Regions from separate parts of the Mus musculus genome. Here all the other regions are linked to region 1. The links are chromatin contacts, called in public HiCAR-type and HiChIP or PLAC-seq maps. All regions are on one chromosome and are shown on one strand. Each heading gives the region's core, a stretch centred on a gene start, on an enhancer-like site or on the middle of the called end of the contact. The rest is flanking DNA. Distances are from core to core; before and after follow the strand shown. Region 1 holds the start of Marcks (myristoylated alanine rich protein kinase C substrate). Region 2 overlaps Lama4 (laminin, alpha 4). Region 3 holds the start of Lama4 (laminin, alpha 4). Region 4 overlaps Lama4 (laminin, alpha 4). Region 5 has its middle 57 kb from the start of Lama4. Region 6 overlaps Lama4 (laminin, alpha 4). Region 7 holds the start of Fam229b (family with sequence similarity 229, member B).

What was found. HiCAR-type assays count read pairs that join an accessible place to other places. HiChIP or PLAC-seq counts read pairs in DNA pulled down with a chosen protein or histone mark.
Region 2: an H3K27ac HiChIP or PLAC-seq map of SST interneurons shows a contact between it and region 1, with 24 times the contacts expected there. The contact joins the enhancer-like site here to the promoter of Marcks in region 1. A contact is called at or near these places in 5 of 39 promoter capture datasets (3T3-L1-derived adipocytes, the SN4741 cell line, cranial neural crest and 2 more), 1 of 484 Hi-C or Micro-C datasets (embryonic fibroblasts), 9 of 115 datasets of contacts at active chromatin or transcription factors (SST interneurons, cardiomyocytes, craniofacial prominence and 6 more) and 1 of 9 other capture datasets (adipose tissue).
Region 3: a HiCAR-type map of astrocytes shows a contact between it and region 1, with 8 times the contacts expected there. The contact joins the promoter of Lama4 here to the promoter of Marcks in region 1. A contact is called at or near these places in 7 of 39 promoter capture datasets (cranial neural crest, embryonic stem cells, frontonasal cranial neural crest and 4 more), 1 of 15 datasets of contacts at CTCF or cohesin (large pre-B cells), 3 of 484 Hi-C or Micro-C datasets (cardiomyocytes, embryonic fibroblasts and uterus) and 7 of 115 datasets of contacts at active chromatin or transcription factors (the NIH/3T3 cell line, astrocytes, embryonic limb bud and 4 more).
Region 4: an H3K4me3 HiChIP or PLAC-seq map of neural tube shows a contact between it and region 1, with 25 times the contacts expected there. The contact joins the enhancer-like site here to the promoter of Marcks in region 1. A contact is called at or near these places in 11 of 39 promoter capture datasets (the 3T3-L1 cell line, the C10 cell line, the SN4741 cell line and 7 more), 1 of 15 datasets of contacts at CTCF or cohesin (large pre-B cells), 10 of 484 Hi-C or Micro-C datasets (B cells, CD4 T cells, adipose-derived mesenchymal stem cells and 6 more), 19 of 115 datasets of contacts at active chromatin or transcription factors (the NIH/3T3 cell line, the SCID.adh cell line, T-cell acute lymphoblastic leukemia and 16 more) and 1 of 9 other capture datasets (adipose tissue).
Region 5: a HiCAR-type map of astrocytes shows a contact between it and region 1, with 10 times the contacts expected there. The contact joins the enhancer-like site here to the promoter of Marcks in region 1. A contact is called at or near these places in 4 of 39 promoter capture datasets (cranial neural crest, hippocampal neurons and liver), 1 of 15 datasets of contacts at CTCF or cohesin (large pre-B cells), 1 of 484 Hi-C or Micro-C datasets (embryonic fibroblasts) and 5 of 115 datasets of contacts at active chromatin or transcription factors (the NIH/3T3 cell line, astrocytes, craniofacial prominence and 2 more).
Region 6: an H3K27ac HiChIP or PLAC-seq map of epiblast stem cells shows a contact between it and region 1, with 11 times the contacts expected there. The contact joins the enhancer-like site here to the promoter of Marcks in region 1. A contact is called at or near these places in 13 of 39 promoter capture datasets (the 3T3-L1 cell line, the SN4741 cell line, cranial neural crest and 7 more), 3 of 484 Hi-C or Micro-C datasets (cortical neurons, embryonic fibroblasts and embryonic stem cells) and 13 of 115 datasets of contacts at active chromatin or transcription factors (the NIH/3T3 cell line, differentiating embryonic stem cells, embryonic forebrain and 6 more).
Region 7: a HiCAR-type map of astrocytes shows a contact between it and region 1, with 12 times the contacts expected there. The contact joins the promoter of Fam229b here to the promoter of Marcks in region 1. A contact is called at or near these places in 6 of 39 promoter capture datasets (the C10 cell line, cranial neural crest, embryonic stem cells and 2 more), 1 of 484 Hi-C or Micro-C datasets (B cells) and 8 of 115 datasets of contacts at active chromatin or transcription factors (astrocytes, bone marrow-derived dendritic cells, differentiating embryonic stem cells and 5 more).

What each region holds. Positions count from the first base shown.
Region 1 is chr10:37,137,482-37,140,181 of GRCm38.p6, forward strand. It overlaps Marcks (myristoylated alanine rich protein kinase C substrate), which reads right to left and starts at 1,445. Exons shown (of 2, transcript NM_008538.2): 1 at 953-1,445. The coding sequence starts at 1,054. It overlaps 5930403N24Rik (RIKEN cDNA 5930403N24 gene), which reads left to right and starts at 2,051. Exons shown (of 3, transcript NR_166104.1): 1 at 2,051-2,700.
Region 2 is chr10:38,994,667-38,997,366 of GRCm38.p6, forward strand. All of the region lies in intron 1 of Lama4 (laminin, alpha 4), which reads left to right. Among named protein-coding and RNA genes, the nearest start is that of Lama4, 31 kb to the left of the region's middle. Within about 2 kb of position 1,270, at least 51 of the 459 cell types and tissues checked have an H3K27ac peak or open chromatin away from gene starts, as enhancers often do. A contact at or near this core is called in 3T3-L1-derived adipocytes, the SN4741 cell line, SST interneurons and 3 more, where this site is marked.
Region 3 is chr10:38,964,145-38,966,844 of GRCm38.p6, forward strand. It overlaps Lama4 (laminin, alpha 4), which reads left to right and starts at 1,371. Exons shown (of 38, transcript NM_010681.4): 1 at 1,371-2,005. The coding sequence starts at 1,811.
Region 4 is chr10:39,042,519-39,045,218 of GRCm38.p6, forward strand. It overlaps Lama4 (laminin, alpha 4), which reads left to right. Exons shown (of 38, transcript NM_010681.4): 9 at 63-174. Among named protein-coding and RNA genes, the nearest start is that of Lama4, 78 kb to the left of the region's middle. Within about 2 kb of position 1,338, at least 18 of the 459 cell types and tissues checked have an H3K27ac peak or open chromatin away from gene starts, as enhancers often do. A contact at or near this core is called in neural progenitor cells, neural tube and oligodendrocyte precursor cells, where this site is marked.
Region 5 is chr10:38,907,107-38,909,806 of GRCm38.p6, forward strand. No RefSeq gene overlaps it. Among named protein-coding and RNA genes, the nearest start is that of Lama4, 57 kb to the right of the region's middle. Within about 2 kb of position 1,380, at least 106 of the 459 cell types and tissues checked have an H3K27ac peak or open chromatin away from gene starts, as enhancers often do. A contact at or near this core is called in astrocytes, where this site is marked.
Region 6 is chr10:39,105,714-39,108,413 of GRCm38.p6, forward strand. It overlaps Lama4 (laminin, alpha 4), which reads left to right. Exons shown (of 38, transcript NM_010681.4): 37 at 249-368. Among named protein-coding and RNA genes, the nearest start is that of Fam229b, 27 kb to the right of the region's middle. Within about 2 kb of position 1,323, at least 12 of the 459 cell types and tissues checked have an H3K27ac peak or open chromatin away from gene starts, as enhancers often do. A contact at or near this core is called in differentiating embryonic stem cells, epiblast stem cells and stem cell-derived epiblast-like cells, where this site is marked.
Region 7 is chr10:39,132,557-39,135,256 of GRCm38.p6, forward strand. It overlaps Fam229b (family with sequence similarity 229, member B), which reads right to left and starts at 1,350. Exons shown (of 5, transcript NM_183254.2): 1 at 1,267-1,350. It overlaps Tube1 (tubulin, epsilon 1), which reads left to right and starts at 1,467. Exons shown (of 12, transcript NM_028006.2): 1 at 1,467-1,551; 2 at 1,650-1,723; 3 at 2,432-2,484. The coding sequence starts at 1,527.

The DNA of each region.
Region 1 (2,700 bases), core at 195-2,694:
TTTAGAGCAGGCCTTTTTTTTTTTTTTTTTTTTTTTTTTTTTTTTTGGCTCTAGGAAAAGAGGCGTGGTGGGTGCTCGCTGTTTGGAAAGCAGCCACCCATGGCCGACCTCTTGAGCCCACCCAACCATGGCTCTCTGCCTGGGTCGCAGCAGCACTGAGGCAATCCTCGAGGGTGGCCAAGGTGCCACTCACACGAACAGTCCAGACCAAAACACCAGAACTGCTCCCTTCTTGGCAGGCAGGAAAGGGTCTTCAAAAACCCACTGAGAATTCCCACCACACCAGGATACCATTTGAAAAGTCATATGGGTGTGTAATTACACAGCTACCAAAGGGGGAGGGGAAGGGCCATCGCAAAGGCACTTGGAAAAGCTGCCTGTCCGGCTCTAACCAGCCACCTTTCCAAGAACCCGAGGCATACTGCCTCTGGATACAATAAGACAAGCCTTCTCAGCTTGCCTTTCTCCACCGCCATCCGCGTTGGCTCCCCCCTTCCTACACACACATACACACGCGCGCGCACACACACAACCACACCAGAAATCTCAAAGACGACCCAATCTCGACAATAAATACGTGAGCCACCCAAACACCACTGTGGCCCCAAATACAAATGCAACCTGGAGGGGCGTTGGGGGGGGGGTGCATCTAACTAGTCACGTTCAGCCAATCTCCAAACCACGCCATTTTAGACGATTTATCACTCTTCCTCCGGTCTACTCAAGAATTGGCCAGGATCCTTAGGAACCACTCCTTTGGGGTGGGGGTGGAGGGTACCCTTCCTATGAAAAATTGACAATTTAGGCTATCATTACCCATTCAACTTTCAGACTAGAATCTGGCTAGGCTCCCCTCCCTCGAATGCATCTCGGGCGCGACCAGAGGGAAGACGAGGCGTCCAGATTAGAGAAAGACACCCAAGAAATGCCAAGAACCACAGGTAGAATTTACCTGCCCATTTGCTTTGGAAGGCGACGAGGCCACAGCCGCCTCCCCGGGCCTCTCGGCGGTGGCTTCTCCCTTCGCTGCGGTCTTGGAGAACTGGGCACCCATGCTGGCTTCTTCAACAAAGAAACTCAACAGATCCAAGAGAGGAAACAAAGAGCCTTCGGTTGGTGTAACGACGGGGCGAGCAGCAGCAGCAGCAACAGCGGCGGCGGCACACACACCGGAGGGAGGGGGTGGGGGTGGCGAGGAGGACAGAAGAGACCCGATTAAATACTCCGGATAAAAAATTTTTAGTCGAAGAGATCAAAAAAGCAGCAGCGCAGGAAGGAGGGAAAAAGGTGGAAAAGTCGAGCACAAAAAAGGAGCCCAAGTGTAGTTTTTTTAAAAAAAGAAGTAATAAAAAAAAATCCCAGATTTGTAGCCGCACTGTAGACAAGAGGAAAATGGAGAAATCTCCCTGGTTGCTAATAAGATGCGGGGTCCAACGCCCAAGTGCACAGATGAATGGGCTCGCGGGCGCTGACGCGGCCCCCGCGCGCGCTGGCCAATCCGCGCGCCGCACACAAAGCAGGGGGCGGGGCCTGCGCTCCGGGCGAACAATGGAGCCGCGCTTTGCAAACGGTTTGAAAATCAGCCTCAGACCAAGAATTAATGTCTTCCAAATAAATAAATCAATTAAAAAATACGTGCTTCTCGTCTCCCTCGGCCTGAAAATAATAATGCATGTCTTGATTGGCTTGCTTTGTTTGGAATTAATTAACGCGGGAGGGGGTACTTATGGATGGGGGCGGAGAAAGCTTTAACTTGACTCGCATTGACTCTTGCCGGTCTATATCCGCGTCTGTCTCTAGCCATTCTCTCCCCTCCCCCATCTTTCCCGTGTGTTTACGTGTATAAGTGTGTATACGAGTGTTAAAGACAATGGGTAGGATTTGTGTGCTAGCAGCATTTTTTCCCTCCGCACTCCATAAGGGTTTCACAGATAGTGCGCAAGGATTTTTTTTTTTGGGGGGGGGTGTTTCTTTTTTTAAAAAAACTGCTGCAATTGTTAAATCGTCCCACACTGAAAGGTATTTAAACCACGAAGATCGAATTTCATCTAGCAAGATCTCCAGTTGGAATTAGGTCTGTAGGCCAGATGTGGGAAACGCAAAAACAGCAAACAGCCTAAGCCATGCTCGTTCCTTTCTCTCCTAGAGGCGTGAAATAAAATATTTTGAAATTGGTCCTTGGAGCACCTCAAATCGCGTCTCTCCAACTATTCCAATTACCGATCACTTTTCCACAAAACATTGTGAGGACCATTTTCAGAAGATCGAAACTTGCTAGCATGTTATCACTGTAAGAAACGACATCATTAATTTTCCTCTGTGGTAAAACTAGACCGAGCCTTGAGTGTACGAATCCATATTTACAGTTGGGAGGCAGCTACTCTCGTCGACACGGGTTGTTTTCCTAGCCTGCTGCCAACATCGGAGGGACTCTCATTTTGAACTTGTCTGTGCACAGCATCAAGTGTGCTCCTGGAAGAGAGGCAACAGCGAGGAAATCCTAAAAGACCGAGTCCTAGTCTCAGAAGAAATCGCCTGCAAGGTTGAGAGACAGAAAGAAAATCCCTGGAGACTCCACGTCTAACCCAGGCTAAAGGCAAAGCTCTACAGCGGTGTGTAGGATATCTCTCTCGTTCGCTACAGCCCTTGCCACCGAAGTACCAGACGCTTTTAGTGTGTGAAAGACCAGGCGTTGATTTA
Region 2 (2,700 bases), core at 20-2,519, 1.9 Mb after region 1:
TCTGTAGTCCTAATAAATATTTGATGCAGAGGGTACAGATGGCAGCTCCTTGAAATCTGGAAGGGGATCAATGGTTTCCAACAGTGCGAATATCCAATAGCAAACCAAGAAGGTTGAGCAATAGACACGTAGATCAAGCAGGAATGACACAGTAACTGTATTCATTCAACTAACCGAAGGGCGTGGCTTAAGATCCGAGTTCCAGGGCCTCTGAATCACTGTGGACATCTCATTCGTGAACAAACTGAGAGCTAGAATGCTTTGTGAACTAGAGAAGGCTTTGTGGTCATGGGCCCTAAACTTCAAACATGAAGCTCTAAGAACCCCTTGGGAGGTTCCTCTGTCTACATTCACTTTTTCTGTTTTGCTGTGGCAGTCAGAACAAATGCCTTTGAGATGAAAAACAAAAATATCTCCGAGGAATGTTGAAACCACTCTCCTAATCAAGCAATGGTGAAATCACTGTCAGAATATAAAAATTAACTTCACCTATTAAGATGCAGGGAATTTCAATTACACAAGCAAGTGCTTAGAAACACCCAAGGGAGGATATGAGGGTAATTTGCTCCAGATTCAAGTAAAATCAATCAACCCTCCAACTTCTTGCAGAACACGTTGCAGAAGATAGTTATAACTCCGTCTGGTACCATGCCAATGGTTTTATATGTGAAAAATAAAAACACATTGAACCTCATCTGAACAAAAAGATACAGAGAACCAAAAGTTGTCAGTTGCTTGACTTGGAGCAGCTTCCCATTGCTGATATTTCTCTGTTTTGTTGTTATAAACAACAACAAAAATCTATAAAATTCCTCTTTGTCTACTAGTTTGTTCCTAGAGTCACTCCTCTACTGCCAAATCTAAACTGATGTGTTTGAATACATGCAGTTGTACCGAACGCCACTAGTTCTTCACAAACAGAGCTATCTCATTCTTCAGTCTGTCCGTGTTGTAAGCAGATGCAAACTGGTCTGTGAAGGAGCACAGAGACGTTGAGTTAGAGTTTCATCCCACTGAGGGAGAAAGAGCTTAGGTTTGGTTCCTTTTGCTTTTTGTTTGTTTTGTTTATTTATTTTTGTGCTGCTGCTGATCATACATTTCCTAAAATAATTTGAATATTTAAACAAAAAACAGAGCTCATTAACATTGAAATTAGAGTCAAAACATTGTTGGTTGAAAACAAGAAGATAGATTTGCTATTTACATACAAAGACCTAAGCAAAAACTAGCAACAACTCTGGATACCAATGAATACATTTAGACTTCTACTTCAAGTCTCTTAATTGCAGTGAAAAGTGATGCATCAGAAGTCTACGTCTAATTCAGGAAGGGAGATGAAGTCATGCTGATGTTTATGAAATGTTTGGAGATCCTTGGATACAGACACCATGCAAGTGTCATTAGCAATTAGTGGTTACATCCTTTGAGCATAGGCACCAGGGCTGGAGAGCAGGAACTTTGTCATTGGATTTTTATCATAGTCAATTCACTGTCATTTGCTGCAGCTGGAGATTCTTATCTCAGCCCTTTCAGGTCATTGGTTCATCTACTTAGAGACCTCAAGATGAGTCTCCTATCCTCAGCTGGCCCCTTCACATTCTTCCCAAATCCCATCGATTTGCTGCTTTGTTGTTTTTAATGGGCAAGTAGGGACTTTAGATCTCAAGAGCTGCATTAGAGCATTTAAATTATTTACTCACCAGACTTTTCAATAGAAATTCTGAAGAGTCCAGATATTTAGGTCTTGGCAGAAGTGATGCCTGTGGTCAGTTAACTTTCTCCCCTGTGATGTACTTAGGAGGCACAGTGGTGTTTCCATGAATGTTTCGCATGAAATCTCAGTATTTAGCTCGGTACCTGATTTATGTAATAATTCCAAATACTTTACAAGTTTGCCACACCCGAAGGATGCAGACTGAACTATTCTTCAAAAGAAAATGCTTTAAAGTTGTTTGTCTTACATTGATTTATTTTATGTGTATGTCTTAGTTTGAGTATTATTGCTGTAAAGACACACCGTGACTGAGGCAACCTTTTTATATAAAGGATAACTAATTGGGGCAGGCTTACAGTTTCAGAGGTTCAGTCCATTATTATCATGATGGCAGCAGCCAGGCAGACATGGTACTAGAGAAGGAGATGAGAGTTCTACATCTTGATCTGAAGGCAGCCAGGAAAAAAACTCCCCTCCTCCACATTGAGTGAATCTTGAGCGTAAGGCCTCAAAGCCCGCCCCCACAGCTGCACACTTCCTCCTACCAGGCCACACCGATTCTAACAAGACACACCTCCTAATTGTGTCACTCTCTATGGGCCAAACATTCAAACATGTGACTTTATGGGGGCCAAACCTAGTAAAACCACTACAGTATACGAATGAGTCTTATTGTCCACAAGACTTATTCAAGTGAGAGTAAGAATGAAAACAGCTGTCCAAATGGCATTGCATTGCGTGTTAAAATTCATCTTAACTCATTGTAATCCCATTACTAAATAATTGATATCATGAACTGATGACTTCTGGAAACAATAGCATCTATAATGGCATCATAGACTGTCACCTCCAGTTCCTTTAAGGATAAATGCCATGGATAGAAACCACAGCTCATCTCCTCCCTCCATCTAATTCCAATTTTTTTATTAGGCATTTATTTCATTTACATTTCCAATGCTATCCCAAAAGTCCCCCACATGCTCCCC
Region 3 (2,700 bases), core at 121-2,620, 1.8 Mb after region 1:
GGTCCAGTGTCTTGGCATCATTACTATAATACCAGACTACTCCACCATTGCCAAATGCATGTGACAATGACCACTTAGCTATCGGCATGAAATTAAATAAAATAACTCATGCAAACTGTTGGTGCATAGAAAGCACTCCAAAAGTGAAAGAGACCACCTACCCCCCACCCCCACCCCCACTATCTCTATGTCCCAGCTCAGGCTTTATCTTATCAGTTTTGGTGTTACAAACTTGAATCAGAGCTTCAGGCCAAGAAGGCTCATATTTAAGCTTCAATTCAGCTTTCTATCAGCTGGGTGGCCCTGGGGAATCGCTCATTCTTCTTCCACAGCAAGGAAATAAAAGCCCTACTATGCGAGAATGCTGTGGTGTTTACAAATGTGTGGAAAGTGGCTGGCACATGGTAGAGAATAAACAGTTGCTTATGTGTATAGCTTTAGAGCCAACAGCCCATTCGGTGAAATGGGGCTCATGATAATGTTCACAGAGTTGCCTTACTGTGTAATTATAATTCCCAATACCTTAAAACTGGCCTGAGTGTCATTATATGGCTATCTTGCTCATCTGATCATTTTTAAGCACTTTGGGGCCTTCCCTCCAGAGATACCTAAAGCTCTGACCTGAAGCCCATGGAAATAAAGGCACCTATCACTGGCAGTGGATACTAGTCAGCTCAAGGGCAGCCCAGCGTAACTGCAGCCTGAGTTCTATGGAAGCCTTGGAAAGGTTGCATGATTCAGACAAATGTTGTAGGCATGAGATTGCAGGCCAAGAGGAAGAGGTCGGGCTACTATGAGCTGTGGGTCGCATATTCGACAGGCTCATACACTGCATGCCTTGTTCTGGGTCCTTCACAAAGCACCTCTTTAGGGAAAACAAGATGTTCTTTGTAAATAAAAGTTCATGCATTTCAATAATGAAGTCATTTTCTAGTACTGTAGTGAAAGATATTCTCTCCAGCCCTCTGGGTGAGGACTCCACAGAGGAAGAGGAGTGGCCAGTGAAGAGCCACAGGCTATCCCTAGAAAAGGAGAGGAGAACGCATCCAGAAATGGACACCATGCCTCTGGCTCCTGAGGTCATCTACCTCAGGTTCCCTCCCGCCCCTGGAATCCTTTTTCCACCCACTTTCCTGTACACTAGTGGGGGCCACATACAAATCTATATAAATATAGATCAGACATCCGGCGCCTTGGCTGCGTAAATAAGGGATGTGGGGAAGCAATCAGGAACGCTGAATATTCATTTCGAGTCCTTGGAGAGACTCCAAACTGCGAGGGGGAGGGGGAGGGGGAGGCGGCGTCTAGGAAAGGCCTGACCTCGGGGTCTGAAAGCCAACTTGAAGTGGGAGGGCCTGGAAGGGGAAGGTGGAAAGGGAGTGGTGAGAATGAGTGTGGGAAGGAAGCCAGAGCCGCGCCGACCTCAGTCCCAGCCGCCAGGGAGAGGAGGTGGCCAGGAGCGCTCGCCTCGCTCATGCCAGTCTGCTCCCCTGCCTTTTGATGTTCACAGGGCGCTAGCTCCATCCATCTGTAAGTCCCAGAACCCAAGTCTCAGGAGCGGCGGGAGACCGGAGACAAAGTGAGAGAGGTGGATGGAAGCGAAAGACAAGCAGGAGAGAGAGAAGAGACCACGCTGACTCTCACTCCCTCTTCTTTAATACAACAAAGTTGCAACTTGGGCTCCTGGATCTAAATACCGCAGGTCCAGAGAAGACAAAACACCAGGCATCACTGCATCTCTTAGGGGGTACCCACCAAGACCTCCAGGTCCTTCACTCCAGGAAGGGCCCTGTTGAATATCTGCAGAGAGATGGGTTGGAGCACAGCTTGGTGCTCAGTCCTGGCCCTGTGGCTCCTCTGGTGTGCTGTCTGCTCCAACGCAGCGTCAGGGGACGGCAATGCGTTTCCTTTTGACATCGAGGGGAGCGCAGTGGTCGGCAGGCAAGACCCATCGGAGACTAGCGACTCAGGCGTGACACTGGGACGCCTGCCGCCTGCTGCTGAGGTACAGTACCCCCTGCCTTTGCCAACCCGCTCCACACCTGTGTCTACCGTGTCTATGGGCTGGGCCACAATCCTCTTTCTCTCTCCCCATCTGTTTGATAACCTAGGCTTTCATCTGGGCTAGGTCTCCTCAGTTGAAATAAAGGGCTCTGTTTTGAAAGTTTGACTTGGACGTCAGTTGAAAGTTGAGGCTTCCAGTGAGAGTACCCTTCATGTCTGCGTGGGTCTGTTAGACTACATGAGAAATGTATGCAGTATGCAGTGGTGGTCTTTTGGTGTGTTCCAATAGCCATTTTGTCAAACCTTGGCACTTACTGTAAGTGCCCCCTCTCTGTCTCCCTGCTCCTCTTTGCTGTTTGAACAATGAGAGCAATATCACTAAAAAGACCTATCCTGTCTCAAACTAAACAAAAGGTCTTCTGCAAGGCTGGGGTGCTGGGGGTGGGGGTTGTCTGTGAAGGAAGCTGTTAGAAAATTTCAGGGCAGATACCTTAAACAAAAGCAGACCATTCTAATCCAGAAGCAAGATTAAGTCAAGCTCCACTCCCAAAGTAAAGCTGATCAGGATATACTACTGGTCTAAGGTTTATTCAGTGAGCTACTGTTTTTATATATCAAGAGACTTTTCAGTTGAGAAATGGCTGAACTGTAGACATTGGAGGAGAAGGATGGGTCCACAGTAAGTGATTTAAGAGC
Region 4 (2,700 bases), core at 88-2,587, 1.9 Mb after region 1:
TTCACCCATCCTCATAGGTGAGTATATAACATAAATCTAATGTTTATTTGTATAATTTGTAGGGAAGTCAAGCCTCAAGAAAGGGTATGCTGGTTGAGAAGGAAAGCATGGATACAATTGACCAAGCAACCCATCTTGTCGAGCAAGCCCACAACATGAGGGACAAAATCCAAGGTAAGTATCTTCCCTTTTGTTTAACTTCATGTCAAGGAAACATCCATGTGTGGTTGACAATTGAATAACAGGTATTGTCAGGGATTGCTGTGTGCAGGAGCATATTGTTCAAATGGCTACAGGTTTTAGCTTCCGTACAGTCTTCATGGTGACTTTGCACGTTAAGATTTCTAAACGCCTGTTCCTATGTATCTCTCAGTGTTCAAGAATAAATATACACAATCACTCTTTCAAGGCATTCCACTACATTTAATGCCACACTCCTTTTCTACCAGAGGAAATGTGGTGTCTTTAAACTGAAAGAGTTTAGTAGGAGTCACATTTTTTCCAATTATTTGAAGCCCTCAAATATGTCTCTGGTATATGAATAAACCATGTCGGGTGTGGCTGTACATACCTCTGATCTCAGGACTTGGGAGATAGAGGAAGGTGGATATCTGTGAGTTGAAGATGAACCTGGTCCACATAGCCAGTTTCAGGCTAGTTTTGGGTCATGCTATGAAACCCTGTATCAAAAATATGGGAGGCAGGGGTGGGGGTGAGGAGAATTAGAGCAAACCAGTCCAAATAATTTCTGGCTGTTTGTGATGCTCTTCCTTACTGACCAGCAGAGAAGTTAGTAGCTCAGGTTTGCAACCCAAAAGCAAAGGGACAAAGGCCTGTGAGTGATTCCGTGTCCTAAAGCATTGTGGCAGGATCTACCCGTCCTGCTGAAGATTCCACTCTTCTGAGCTCTGATTTCCACTAAGTGCAGGCTGCATCTTGAAGAGTGTTTTAACAGTGCAGGAAATCTGTCTTCAATTTCCCAACAGAAAGAGACTGCATTTGTTCTAGGATAAAGAGACATTCCTCGGGTTAGAGTCAGCGAAGATCTGCTATTTGTTTCCATGGGTTTTTTTTTTTTTTTTTTTTTTTTTTTGCTACATATCAGGAGTTAGGTGTCAATACCAAATGCATCTCAGGGCACAGTGACAGTAAAGAGACTCACAGTGAGAGATTCATATCTTTGCACTGAGGAGCCAGGAGCATATTCTAGGCTAAGGAACATATAAAGCCAAAATTGATCTTTGCTTCGCTTCCTTGGATGCCTGTAAAGCACAGGAAAAGCAAGTGGCGTGCATTTCAGACTTCCTGCTGCCTTCCTCCAAGCTCATGTGTTTGCATTTACTGATAACGTATTCCTTTCCTAAAGCATTGGTCTATTGATCTGTTCAGTCAGTGAGACAGAACCTAGAAATATGCCCTCGTATTTATCCAATTGAGAAATAAATGCCCCATTAGGCAGCAGATAAAGTCAAGAGCCTTCTAAGCCAGACAGAGGAAGTATTCACCTTTGCTATTTAGCAAACCAGGCCTTGGTCATTAGGTGTTTCCTTTGAAAAGAGTCTGAACCATCTTACTTGTCCTTTGGTCATGGGAAAAGACAGAGGAAAAAAATACCAAGGAAAGGGAAGAAGGAAACTAATTTTTATCAGTTTTCATTTCTTTAAAATAATGTATGAATAGTCTCCAAAGACAAAGGCACAAGTGTCACTGTATATATACAGTGCTAATCTGTCCCAGACATAGCTAAAACAAAACAGCCTGAGACTGAACAGAATTTACATCAAAATGCCAACTAATTCAGCTTTGCCCCACCAGAACCTGGGGTGAAGGTGGGAGTGGGGGATGGTGTGTTTGATTTATTTAAGGTTTACATTTAGTTTATTTCAATAAATCGTATTTTAGACTTTGTATGAAAAGTGAATGTTTAAAGCTTTGATACTTGGGGTTTGGAGGGGTTAGCAATGTTGATGTCCCTGTAACACTCACAGTAATGTTTGGAGCATTAAAACCATCTATCCCCATTTATGTCCCTTCTTTCAAAATTCAAGAACACTGCATTGCATCGATAGTACATCATTTCTCATTCCCAACCATCTCTAAAATAGCTGCCAGCGACCTTCAAGCTGGTGTCCACATAAAATACAACTCCTCACCCTGGTGTGATTTATGTGACGCCAGTGTTTGTCACCCATCTTATCTGGCCAACCACATAGATCATGATGAACCACAGACATACAATTTCATTATGCCAGGAAGATAAAGCACTTCCTCCCAGAGCTCCCAGAGAACAAGGGACCCATTCAGCTTCTCCTCTGATCATATGGAATAGGAATGAGGGCATGAAAGAACTGTTACATGCCAGTGTTTAGGCAAGTTACCTAATCCCTCTAAGCTTCAATGCCCCCTTGGTTCTAAAATCTTCAGCTCACATCAGATGTAGGACAAACCTTGAAGTCAAATGGCCCAGTCTTAAAAATATTCACCACAGAAGGCAAATAGAAAAATCATGTTATATGTATGTGTGTGTCTACATATATGACTTTAATATGTATATAACATATAATGTATATATTATTCAGAAAAAATATGAGCAAAATGATCACATGATAATTTTTTAATCCTTTTACTAGCTTGATTGTAAAACTATCTGAAAGGCTCAATTACAAATGTACTCTCATTTTGGCTTAGAGCTTTGTTTTG
Region 5 (2,700 bases), core at 130-2,629, 1.8 Mb after region 1:
GTTCAAATCCAGCCCTTGTCTCTTAATACCCACAGCCCAGAGTGAGTTATTTAACCTTAAATGCCCAACTTAAAACACCCTAATAGCAGATCTTACTGCTGAGCTGTTAGCACTGAATACTAATGACTTCAAGAAAAACTGCTTCCTGTATACAGATTCAAATAAAAGCTTTCATTACGTACACTCTTTCAAAAATTTAACATCAAGAGGTTTTAGTTTCTTATAAATAGAAATGTGCCAGTCAAACATGATATAGAATCTATACCATAGATGGAGCTACTGCTCAGAAAGTCTCTTGGCCAAGGACAGAACAAGGTTTTAAGCATCCTGAAGGCAATTTGGGAGGTCATTTTTAAATCATTTATTCATTTTACATACCAATGTCAGTACCACTTCTCTTTCCACTCACACAGGTCCTCCCACCCCCCACCCCCATCCCCACCCCCACCACTTCTCCTCTGAGAAGGGGAAGCCACGCACCCTGACACTATTTATGATATTCACTTATGCTTACAGACAGGAGCCTAGTGTAACGGTCCCCTGAGAGGCTCCACCCAGCAGCCAATGGGAAGAGATGCAGAGGGTTACAGCCAAACATTAGATGGAACTTGGATGTCTTATGGAAGAGTAGGTGGATGGATTGAGTCTTGTGGAAGAATTAAAGGAAGAATTGAGGGAAGGAAGAGGACAGGAGCCTCACAGAAAGACCAACAGAGTCAACTAACCTGGACACCTGGGGGCTCTCAGACACTGAACCACCAACCAAAGAGCAAGCACAGGCTTGACCTAGGTCAGCCAAACATGTGTAAAGATGTACAGCTTGGTCTTGATGCAGGTCCCCAAACAACTGGAGCAGGGGTTGTCTGTGAATTTGTTGTCTGCCTATGGAACCCGTTCCCTTAACTAGGCTGCCTTGTGCTGCCTCAGGGGGAGAGATGTACCTAGTCCTGCAGGGAGGCCATTTTTAAGAACACAGAATTACAAACTGAGTCTGCAACACAGCCCTTCCTTTCTAGAACTCGGATATTTAAGAAGTCCCAAACTGAGTTATCCCCAGGGCCCTCCCAGCTCCCCCAGCACATTACAGCACAGAGCTGTTCCTGTGACTTGAAAGATCTCAGTACCCCTGTGGTAAAGCAGAACAAATGTAAGAATGCTCTACAAGATTAACTGCAGCGTAATCCTGACTCTGTTGGGAAGGTCTTGGATCCTCTTCAACTCAGCGCTGAGAGACTCCCAGAGTCTCACAGTTGGAAGGACCAAGTTGAAGCTTTTAATTGTGAGAGCATGTTTTACGTGCAACCAGAGACTGTGTGCTCCAGAAGGAGCAGGCAGACTTGAGAGGCTGCCAAAGAGCAGAGCCCCACCAGCTGCCTGCAGCTTGCTGAGAGCCGGCCTTCTCAGCAGGGCTGCGAGGGCCCACTCACCAAGCCTGGAAGATGCTTGCCTGTGACTCAATCTAAAAGAATACAGCCGCCGAGGAGAGAAAGCGGAAAGCTACAAGAAAGCAAAAACAAAGTGCTGTCCATGCTCTAGAACCGCAATGCAACCCTCTGAAATGGAAACACCAGCTGGAGACTTCACTATCAGAGAGGGAATGCTTTGTCGGCTCTTTGGAGAACAGGAGCAATGAAGGCAAACACCAAGGAGATATTTTCTTCATTCTCTCCCTCACTCCCCCCACCCCTTGCCCCAACTCCCGCTTCTTACAAACCATCCAAGACCCTTGCAGTTCACTTTATTTATCTCCACTAAGCAAATTCTAGATAGTAATAGAACTTCCTTTTCTTTGAAGATAAGCAGGAGGGAATGTTGTGTGTGTGAGAGAGAGCAGGAAGAGCGGTATCAGAATATCTTTATAGCTCATCTGGAAAACCCCTTCATTTAGTGGAAGACACCAGAGCTAATACAGGGTAGTGTTGAGCCAGCTGCAAACCTTTCTGGGTGGGTCCTTCTCAAATCTTTCCTAACTTCCCTGAATGCAAAATGGGAGAATCATAACACTTATCTCTCTGGAGGTAAGTTTACTTCTCTAAGGAGAAATAATAGACCTGTTCTAATATTTTAATATGAAAAGTCACCAACTGAATGCCCCCAATTTGAATATTTCTATAAGATGCTTGTTATCACTAAAATTGGTTGGTTTTTTTTTTTTTTTTGAATAATGCCCTGAAGAAGAACACAATGTTTGAGAACATGTCCCTGACATCTTATTAAAGTAACACTGTGTGTTTACATCTCAGCCTTCTGGAAATCTGTTCTCAGAAGGAAATAGGGACTTGTTGCAAAAGTAGAAAGTATGATCTTTAGCCCTGGGAAGCTTATGATTTAATAGAGTGATTGGCTGGACACAGAGCCACATAATAAATATGGCAGAAGCAAACATTTATACATAGCTGAGCACAGCTGCATAGGTTTACACAGGTGCTAAATAGCATACGCAAGAGAAAAGTTAAAACAGCAGGGCTTTTTACAGCATTTGGCAACTAGAATATAGAGCAATATAAGTTTAGAAAAATGCTTTTTTTGGTGCTGAACAATATAGAGAGGCTAAGGAAATTCAAGACAGCAGTGGGGTAAAAAGAAACTCCAGATTATAGAAAGGGCATCTATGATAGATTAGAAATGAGTAAAACTGGATTGCGGTTGAAAATTATTTATTGAGTATATCCACTGTGTCAAGCATTTGGCTTTATGTGA
Region 6 (2,700 bases), core at 73-2,572, 2.0 Mb after region 1:
ATAAAACTTTTGGAGCAAAAACAAACAAAACAACAACAACAAACAAGTAGCATGGAATCTGATTGTCCCCTTGTCTAAGGAAAATGTCGCTATAATTACTCAGTAATTATGCTTCGACATTATTGCTGTATTCAATGATAGAAGAGTATGGGGATTTTTATTCTGGAATGTGTTGGTGTTGTGATAACTTATTTCATGTAAAAATTACCCTGGTATCACATATAACCAGTCTTTGTCATGCTTTTCAGTTATTAGAGATTCAAACGTGGTTCAGTTGGATGTAGACTCAGAAGTGAACCATGTAGTTGGGCCGTTGAATCCAAAGCCAGTTGATCACAGGGAGCCTGTGTTTGTTGGAGGTGTTCCAGGTAAGCGCTTCTGAGAATGTACACACTTCTGAATCCAGAAAAACCCAGTAAGCCCTTATCACTGTTGTTATATTAAGAAGTGAGCCTTGTATTTTCGTAACTCACCTAATAACTCAAAGGGTTTTATATGCCATTGTCCTTAATAGGAAAGAGCAGCAAAGAAGTAAACTTGATCCCAACACTAAAAAAAAAAAAAAACAAAAATAATGTACCAAAACTTTAACTCTTCATTCAAGATCAATAATACATAAAAGTATGCTCAACAGATGTGCGGTTCCATAGTGCTGTGCTTTCTCTCTCTCCTTCTCTCTCTCTCCCCACTTCTCATCCTTCCCCTTTAAATATCCTCTACACACACACACACAAACACTACAGAGAAAATTCACTTATGAATGGTAGTGCCATAGGACCCGAGAACGTTGAGTATTGAAAGTTCACTGACAATATCTCCCCTTACACAATAGGAAAGAGTGTGTGTTTCCCCTGCCCTGACTTAGTCTGAATGGTGAAAACAGCTGCAGACCATAGGTTATGTTGCTCTCATAGAATAGCATTCCCTAAGAGAGGTTTCCAGCTACAGTTCTGTAAACAGCTGCCAAAATGTCATCTCATTCAGGAGAGTGAGAAGGCACCTGTGGGCCGCCTGCAATTACTTTATACCCCTAGAATAGCAACCATTGCCTTAATGCTGAATACTGTTTTTATGTATTTCTCTAGTTTGGAAAGTTGAAAGTGAAAGCTAGAGAGGGGGTTATAAGATGGAGATATTTAAGCTTCTCATCTGGAATTGTGTGAGAAAGTAATCTCCTAACTAGATTTTTTTTTTTACACTATCATATAAAGGTAGTCAATAATTTAAAAAGAGAAAAATCTACATATAAAGTCAAGCATCTTACCCTGTGTGCTCTCAAAGCTGTAGTAACCAAGTGTGCCTCTTCTTTCTATGCTGATGTTTTCAGACGCCAGCTGTGCTGGTTTGAATGAGAATGGCCTCCGTAGGCTCAAATATTTGAAAGCTTAGTCACCAGGCATTATTTGCAAAGGATTAGGAGGTGTGGCCTTGTTAGAGGAAGTAAGCCACTGTGTGTGTGTGTGTGTGTGTGTGTGTGTGTGTGTGTGTGTGTGTGTGTGTTGGGGGCAGGTGTCTCTGAGTTTTCTAAAGCCTGTGTCAGGCCCAGTCTGTCTTTCTTCCTGCGGCATAAGGATCAGGATATAAAGCTCTCTGCTACTTCTCCAGCACCATGCCGGCCTGCATGCCACCATTCTTCCCACCATTATCATACCGGACTAAACCTCTGAAACTGTAAACAGGCCTCAATTAAATGCTTTCTTTTACAAGAGTCGCTTTGGTTGTGGTGTCTCTTCAGAGCAATGGAACAGTTAGAAACCAGCATTACCAGCACTGGTAACTTGAGAGCCAAAGGCATAGTTAAGACCCTCAAGAAGCAAAGCCCCTCTTGTGTTTCACACAGGCACTCACGCCAGTATCCCCCCGGTCCTCTGCCTCTGTTCTGGCTTTGATTCGGAAAGGGACTCTAGTAAAGGCCACCATTGCACCTCATGTTATTCCCGTGAAAACTGTCGCATATCAGTACTATTTCTCCACATTGCTTCCTTCCTAGACATCATGGTACAGCTTCAGCTATTTCACAGGTTCCCAGGGCACACAGGGTTAAATTAAACAAAGCACTCACCCATTGCCTCTTTGCCCTTGCCTCTGGGCTCCCTGTAGCACCTGAGCCTGAAGTTCCAGACCTTCCCACAAGGACTTGGGGATTCTATGTCTAGCAAATATTGCTCCTCCTTTTTCTGCAAGTACCGTTCCATGGAACAGCTTCTCCTTTTCCTCCAACCTAGTTTCTTATTGATCCTTTGGGCTTGCCCTTTTCTTCCAACCTTTCTCCCTAGGATACACACAATACCACTGTGTCAAGCCTTCATTTGATCTTGGAAACATTCTCTCTTAAAATTCTATGTTAAGAAGGTGGGGAAATGGCTGAACATTAAAGCGCTTGATGCTGAAGCTAGAGGGAGGCCTGGAGTTCAGATCCCAGTACCCACATAAAAGCTTAGTACTACCCACAGCGTGCATGTAGCTCTGACACTGAGGGCAGCAGAGACAGGAGGATCCCTGGGCATCAATAGGTCAATATTGTGGCTGCAAACAAAATAGTGTGCTTGGGGTTTGAGGAGAGAGCCTGCATCCAAAACATAAGGCAGAGAGAGATAATGAAGGACTCTTAACACATGAATCTTACTTCACACATAGGTACATGCACTACATACATATATGCACATACACCACACACTATCACACACACATAAACACAAA
Region 7 (2,700 bases), core at 100-2,599, 2.0 Mb after region 1:
AAGCGGGTAAGAGTAAATCCAGCAATTTCTAATTTTTCCTGGCTAAAATCTGCCCCCTTAGTTACAAGAGATGTAAGACACCCAAAGAGAAACATGGAAAGGCCTCTGCAATACATACACCCCACTACAACGTCAAAATTCACATCTTTCAAAACTGTGTAATAACAAACTAAGCTGTATCCTGGCGGCTGAATAAGGTATTCTAACCAATCAATCAATTATTGTGGCTCTTATCATGTTATATATCATATTACATATCATGACAAATTAATAGCAAGTATAATTTAACTTTTGCTAAATGAAGATTAAAGGTTTTGTAGTTTCTCAGAATTTCTGTGGAAAATATTAACTTCATTAAAGCATTAAAGTTAGTGAGGGGATTTGTGTGTGTGCACACTTATGGAAACAAGATGTGAAACATGAAGTGTTTTCCTTAGTTATCCTTCATCTTACTTTGTAAGACATTGTCTCCTATTGAGCCCTGAATCTGACACTCACAGTTTCAGCTAGACTCTGTGGATCTCCCTTCTCCAGCCTTCCAAGCCTAGAGTTACAGGCTCCCAGATTTTTGTTAAGTGCTGGGGTCTGCATTTATGTCCCCGTGCTTCAGAGACAAGCATTTTACTGACTGGGCCATCTCTCCAGCCTAAATTCTTAATTTAGTTCTTAATTAAAGCCTCATTTAATTTGCCCAGTAAAAATTCAATTTCTGAAAAATAACCTTTTTTTCCCCTTTCGAACTTCGTGCCCCACCCCTGCCTTTAAAAAATCTCGTCTACATTGTTCATACATCAAATCAAACGCCTTAACTTTTAACCCATCTTTTCTTTTCCTAGACCCTTGTTCATTGAATATTATGGCTCTCCTTGTCAGCGCCATGTAATATTTTAGGTCATATCTTTTGAGTGCATCGAGTGTATCTTCAATGGCATTGCCGGCTGTTGGAAGTTGGATTTGTGTAGATGTTTTGAATTATCCAGAAATCTTAAGTTTGAAGAGTGCATCGCTTTGGCCTCTGAACTTAGCTGTGGTATTTGGTCGGAGTGTACCTAGCTTCCCTTGTTCCCAGATAAGCCTATTTGTCTGGGGTGTCTCTGTGTTCCTCCACATTCGTTTTCTGTTAGATAACGACACTAGCGGGCATCATCCTGAGAAATCGGACCCACTGTCCTGGCTGTTTAGGCTGTGAGCCTCTCAAAGCCCGTGATCAAAGTTAAAGTCCCTTATCTTAAATGCCTCTCTGAAACCTAGTTACCCGTCAGTTACCAGGGCCTCCGGAGCTGCAGATGCTCAAGGATGTTGACAGGGCAGCTAGGATTTACCTGCCGGAGGCCCAGTCGCTATGGTAACGGCTAGCCGCAAATGTGCTTGCGCAGAAGTCCTGGCCGTAAAGAAACAAGGGCATTACGACATTGGCTACTTGCGGCAGCGACGTGACTTAAGGCCGCCCCTCGTAGGGCGTCGTTGAGCTCGAAAGCTAAGGCGGGAGTTTGGGCGGGAGTGCTCCTGCTGGTCCTCCCGGCGGAATGACCCAGTCGGTGGTCGTACAGGGTGAGCTACCCCCGTCCGCGGGGACCGGGTCGCTGCGGAGCCAGTCACCTGGTTGCCTTCCTAATGCACCTCTCTCTCTTCCTCGCTACTGGCTGCAGTCGGACAGTGCGGGAACCAGATCGGCTGCTGCTTCTGGGACCTGGCGCTGAGGGAGCACGCAGCGGTCAACCAGGTACCCGCCCCTCCTGCCTGTCACCCGGGCCTGCCAGAGTTCACATGAGGTTTGGGGAGGGGTGCTTTGGATCCTGCTACGGGGCCCTGGCTGACCTGGGACTTGCTGTGTAGATCATGTTCTGGAATTTGCAGCGATCCATCTGTCTCTGCATCCCCAGGACTACCACTATCATGCCCAGATTACTTGGGCTTTTTAATCAGTACCATAAATTGCATAGGATCTTCTCATACCGGTCGTGGCTAGTTTCTTTTTAAACGTGTTGCTGTAAGTCACAGGCAGAAGGCACTTGTCAGGAGTTTGGTCTTAAGTTTCCCTGATCTTTAGCAGTCTCCTCCTCCTCCTCCTCCTCCTCCTCCTCCTCCTCCTCCTCCTCCTCCTCCTCCTGTTGTTGTTGTTGTTGTTGTTGTTTTGAAAGACAGTAGATGCTATAGATGAAAGCACTATAAAGTAGGTAAATACATCAAACGACCAAGAATCCCAAGAAATTCCCACTTGGAGTACCAGCTGTATAATCCTACAGGGTGTGCTTTTTTCATCACTGTTAAACTTAGTCAGGGGTTCTCTTGGCATTTTACCTTTAGATGTAATTGGAAGAGTCGACCTAGGTTTCTTTTTCTTAGAGCCCCTTCAGCGTTGTAGAGTTGCTACAGCTAAAAGGGTTTTAGAGAAAATAAACGTAAATGCTATAGTTTGTTTTGTTTCTAGAAAGGAATTTATGACGACGCTATAAGCAGCTTCTTCAGGAATGTGGATACCAGGTAAGTGGGTGAGTCTGTCTCCGCTTGGTAGGACGCCTCCTTTCCCTGTCAGCAGAATCTTAGAGGATAAGGAAACAGTTGCCAGCTAGGACGGTGTCTGCTGTTCTGATCAAAGCGTATTCTCATAGCCCATTTTCATACCATTCTGCAGAACAGCGCGCTTCCTTGATAGACTTCCGTAAGAAGCCAAAAAGAACCTTTAAAGGGACTCCCAGT